Regions from separate parts of the Mus musculus genome. Here region 1 is linked to region 2. Evidence: chromatin contacts called from public HiChIP or PLAC-seq data. All regions are on one chromosome and are shown on one strand. The core of a region is the stretch at or near the end of the contact, and the rest is flanking DNA. Distances in the headings are between cores, read along the strand shown. Region 1 holds the start of 4932435O22Rik (RIKEN cDNA 4932435O22 gene). Region 2 has its middle 19 kb from the start of Gm31399.

The links. HiChIP or PLAC-seq counts read pairs in DNA pulled down with a chosen protein or histone mark.
Region 1: a contact with region 2 is called in an H3K27ac HiChIP or PLAC-seq map of neural progenitor cells, with 4 times the contacts expected there. The contact joins the promoter of 4932435O22Rik here to the enhancer-like site in region 2. A contact is called at or near these places in 5 of 484 Hi-C or Micro-C datasets (the HPC-7 cell line, cerebellar granule neurons, nephron progenitors and 2 more), 3 of 115 datasets of contacts at active chromatin or transcription factors (the SCID.adh cell line, embryonic stem cells and neural progenitor cells) and 1 of 9 other capture datasets (embryonic stem cells).

The regions. Positions count from the first base shown.
Region 1 is chr11:114,447,600-114,450,299 of GRCm38.p6, forward strand. 4932435O22Rik (RIKEN cDNA 4932435O22 gene) reads right to left here and starts at 1,261. Exons shown (of 3, transcript NR_027643.2): 1 at 1,073-1,261.
Region 2 is chr11:114,401,828-114,404,527 of GRCm38.p6, forward strand. No RefSeq gene overlaps it. Among named protein-coding and RNA genes, the nearest start is that of Gm31399, 19 kb to the right of the region's middle. Within about 2 kb of position 1,349, at least 32 of the 459 cell types and tissues checked have an H3K27ac peak or open chromatin away from gene starts, as enhancers often do. A contact at or near this core is called in the SCID.adh cell line and neural progenitor cells, where this site is marked.

The sequences.
Region 1 (2,700 bases), core at 11-2,510, 46 kb after region 2:
CCAGGCTCGGTTTCAAACACCCATATCAGGCAGTTCACCACCATCTCTAACTCCTGCTGCAGGAATCTCTTGCCCTCTAGCTTCCATGGGTACCCACATGTACACAGTGCACATAAATTTGTCCGAGTACACACACAGGCACATACAATTTTTTAAAATTGATAATGTCTTAAGACTTTCTTCTGTGTGTGTACAAAGTGTACATGTTCATACGTAAGTGCGTGCTTGTGTATATGTGTGTGGTGTGTGTGTCCAAACACACACACTCTTGCACACACATGTGTGCATGTTTTGTGAAGGCCAGGCCAATGCTGGGAGTCTTTCTCAATCATTCTCCAGCTTATATTATGTTTAGAGGCAGGGTCTCTCATTGAACCTGACGCTCATCACTTCAGCCAGCTTGGCTGGCTCTCAGCACTAGGGATCCTCTTGTCTCTGCCTCCCCAGTGCTAATGTGCAGCTGCTCACCACACCACCAGCCTTTTGATTCGGGTGTTGAGGATTTGAACTGAGCCTGAGCCCTCTCCCCAAACCTTATACTAGGCTCGTTAATGCCTGGTGGATAGCATTTGTGATAACTATTCATTATTATAATAAATATTATACCATTAATATTTATTGATAAATTGACAAGCATTTCTACATCTTATTAATGGAGATTAATATTAATAAATATTAATGCTATTAATTGTTGGTAAATATTAATGATCTAGCTGTGGTGGTGATGGCTATAACTACTACTGATAAATAATTAATATCATAGATAATACATGGCAGTGGTGCTAAGAATGGTGGGAAGACTCCTGGGTCTATGGTGCTGTGATTCTAGTCAAGACTTGTAATGGTGTCTGTCCCTGCTTCTCACACATCCGACTGCATTGATGCCACCACTTTCCCTTCAGACCCCAGGACTCCTGGAAGGGACTGGGGAACACGGTAAGCCAGGACACACACACACACACACACACACCCCAGTACTGTCCCAACACTGCCCTATTCACCCCCTGGAAAAATCCAGTTTCAGTAGTTCTAGAACCTTCCACCCACTTGACCTGGTAGAAAGGGTACCAACCTGAATCACGGGCTTGACCTTGAAGCTTTGTGGTATCTCCTGTCCCTGTCATATCAGGAAAGAGAGTTCACTTCCCATCTTCGGTGGGGAGCAGAATGGTGTTCACTCTTCAGGGCGGGCGGTGAAAGGGTTAACAGAGGCTGTGCCTGGCGCCCCACAGACACCAGTTGAACTTGCCAGTTGCTGACTGCAGAGGATAGCACTTGCAGCCCAGCCAGCTTCTCCAAGGTGGTTCCATTTGGCAGGGGCGGCCTGTCCTTTCATGCAAGAGAAGCTGAGTGCGATCCAGGAATGCCTGCCAAAACCCTGGGATTATTATCTTAGCCCCAGGAGTGAAGTCTCTGGGGATTGGCATGCCCTGTTGTTTGAATTTATTAGGCCCGGGCCCCTCCATCGGGCAGGTCAGAGGGGGAGAAACGTGTTGTCACAGTGAGGCTTTGTGGGAGTTATTTTTAGAACATCTCCAACTCTTCGGGCTCATCAGAGGTTCCAAATCAGTGCAGGAAATTGGTTTGTTTTCCAACGTGATGAGGTTTTTCAGTCCATCTCCCCGAGCTAGGATAGTGGCTGCTTTTCCCACACAAAATGAATCACAACTCATGATGTGGACGTGGGTAGTGGGATCAGATTTAGACCATTCAAGGAATGCACACTGACCACCTGTTATGTGCCAGATCTGATCTAGACACAACTTTCCACTTGTGCGGAACTTATGATGTTCCAATGTGGGAGACACAGGGGAGTGGAAACTGAAGAAGCAGGTAGGTGACAGGTTGAAGATGGGTGTTGGGAGAACACAGCGGGATTGGGGTGGGGGTGGGGTCCTGTTAAATCACCAGTGGGGGATATGCAGAGTAGATTGTAGGTCTCTGTTTTCCAGATCTTTCCTTTAACAGAGAATGGGACGTCCTGGCTCTTGGTAATGCCTCTCCCCTCACTCCACATGGCTCATTTGGGCTAATAGTATATGCGGCTCCATGATGCAGTGAAGACTGCCTGTGTTCTTGAGGCTGGAAGTGGCCTTGAACCTCTGACACTGACCACATGTCTTAATTACTTTTCTATTGCTATGACAAAACACCACAGCCAAGGAAATGTATTTTTTAAAAAAAATTAATTTGGGGGTTCATGGGTCACCATGAACAGGGAAGGTCACCATGGCAGGGAGCACAAAAGAAGCAGGCAGGCAGGCATGGCAGAGGAGCAGTGGGTGAGCACTTCCGTCTGACAAACAAGCACCAGGCAGAGGGAGAGCTATCGGGGAATGGTGTGGGCTTTTGAAACCTTTTCCAACAAGGTTGTTCACATCTTTTAATCCTTCCCAAACAATTTCACAAACTGGGAACCAAGCACTTGAATATAGGAGCCTTTGGGAACCATTCATATTCAAACCACAACACCAGGTATGCAAACATGCAAGAGTAGAGTAGACATAACTAATGTGCCATCCTGTAATACAGCCTGAACCAACCCAGGCCAGCCAGTTTGGGCCACCTCCAAATTGAAAAGCACAGCTATGACCTAAGACACCGTATAGAGACTCCATAGCAGGTCTACTTTAGCTCCAGATTTCAGAAAGATAAAATCAAGCCGTCTTACTAATCGGCCTTTTACTGGATGCCGTGTGG
Region 2 (2,700 bases), core at 99-2,598:
GTGGGTGTGTATGTGCATGCACGTGTATGTATATACAGGTGTGTATCTGTGAGAGTGCAAATGCACACATGCATATATGGATAGAGGCCAGAGGAAAATGCTGGGTGTCCTTCTACCCCATTACCAGAGACACGGTCTCTCTTCCACCTCATTACCAGAGACAGGCTCTCTCACCATTTTGATTAGTAAGTCAACCAGCTTCTGGGATCCTACTATCTCCACCTCGGTATGGTTGCAATGACAAGCTTTTGTGTGGGAACTGGGGACTTGAACTCAGGCCTTCAGGCTTGTGGAGCAAGTGCTCTCACACACTGAGCCACCTCACCGGGTTCCTGGAAAGTGCTCTTACCAGAGATAGCAGAGGGATGAGCTTACAGACAGAGGAGAAGGGCCAGTGGAGGGGAGAGCGGAGGAGAAGGCCCCAGAGAGTCAGGAGTGATATCTCTCTCTCTCTCTCTCTCTCTCTCTCTCTCTCTCTCTCTCTGTGTGTGTGTGTGTGTGTGTGTGTGTGTGTGCGCGCGTGCGTGCGCGCGCGTGTGCGTGTGCGTGTGTGTGTGTGTGTGTGTGCAGGGCGAGATACAACAGGACACTGACAGACAAGACTGAAAGGAGGAGGAGACAGAAGTCCTCCCTAGGAGTCCTCCTGCAGGAACCAACTCTGCTTGAAACTTGAATTTTTTTTCACTTCAGGGAATTACAGAGGACTAGTGCTTTTGTTTTCAGTCACCAGCTGGCACTATTTTGCTCCTGGCTGAGGAAACTCAGGCATCCTTCCCTACTTCTTCCTGGCCACCTCCCAAGCCCCGACCCTGGAGAGACCCTAAGAATCCTGTTTCCTCCCCTCCTCCCTCTCACCTTCCCCCTTTCTTCACATTCATTTCTTGCTGAATCCAGCATCAACATGCGAAATGGTGAGATCCCCATGGCAACCACTCTGATGCCAGAACCCAGGATTAGGACACCAGATCGACCAGAGAGACCGCTGGGAGGTGGGGGTCCCAGCTCTGAGTGAGAAAATCCTCGGCAAAGGGACAACACCCTTGGCTACATTTGCTATTATTTAAAAGAACAAAGCGGCCCAGAACCCCTAACTGCATTTGCAATAAGCAGTCACAAGCCAGAAGGCTGGAAGAAACGGCCCAGGAAGTCTATGACACTACACCGGATCAGCCCTGGTGAAGGGGAGACAAAGACAATGCCACCTTCATAGGTTTCTTCCAGAGACAGAGCCCCGGAAGGGGAGGCCCTCTCTGGTTTCTGTGGCCTCCACAAGTCCCCTGGCTGAGCCCTGGCTGCCCAGTGCCTTGGCTTTAGCCAAGACCTCTGAAGCCACAGCCGGCTGTACCTCACAGCGCCCCCTGCCAGCCTCCCAGTGAACCCTGGGCCTCTCAGCTCTGTCTCCTTTGCGATCCCCACTCAATCATGGAGCAACGCTTCAGCTGTTAGCGTCCTTCTCCACCCTGTCCTGACTGTCACCGCTACCCAGCCTCAAGTCAATTCTGAATCGACCTCAGCGGTTTCTTCACACACCAGCTCAAACTCCACAGGGAATGCCCCAGACTCCCTACGGATGCCTGTATGTATATATAGCTCACCAACTTCTCACACAATGTGCACACACTGTGATTCTTGTTATCACAGACTTAGAGACCAACACACAATCACACACACCCAGACACACACAGAGACTCACCTTTATATCATACAGAGACATGCCACATATTCACACACCAACACACACACACAGAGGACTTACACTCAGTACATATCCACACACTCACACACTTATACCCAGGGACTCACACTCAAAAGTACCCATACACACATCACACACACACACACACAGTCTCACACTCATATACCTCCACAGAAACTAATACACACAGTCACATACCAAAGACAGCACGCAAGACTCACACAATCACTCAGGCATGTTCACACAGACACACCTAAGGACTCACACTCACAGACACTAGCATGAAATACACTGACATACACACAGAGAAGGCATGCATACACAGATACTCAAGCCATGCAGACACACACAGTCAACATTCACACCAACACATAAACACAGACGCATTCATACCAACTCTTACACCAACACAGGAACATGTAGGCACCTACTTACCTCAGAGAATTCATTCACTCAGAAATTCACCTTTATCCAGACACAAATTCACACACAGCCATGCTAGGGACCTTCCTGGGACCTCTGCTTGGACCTTGCAGCAGCCCCAGGAGTTCCCTCTGTGGGCCCGGCAGACCATGTTTGTGACAAGCCATGGCCTTGACTGCCATGATCTGCCTCCCCGTATTAGTGTTCCCAGAGGAATGAGAAAAAGAAAACTAGAAATTGTCCAAAAAGATCCAGAACTCTCTAGAATGTTCCAGAAATCTACAGGCTTGTATAGTAACACAGCAGTGCTATACCAGTGCTATGGTTGGAGCATGGCTGTCTGACTAGATAAACTTGGCACTCTGTTTTATGGAGTCTGGGACCTCAGAAAAGGCTGATCTTCTTGTTGGTCTTCCCTAGAGGGTTCCCAGATAAACACGAAGTTCAAGGACTTCTAGAGGTACCTATAATCTAGGACATCCCAGCCTCCAGATTCCATGAGTCCAGACAAGTCTCTTTTCACTATGCATTCACCAGTCTTATCTATTCTCTAATAGCCACAGGAGATGGTCCAGGGCACA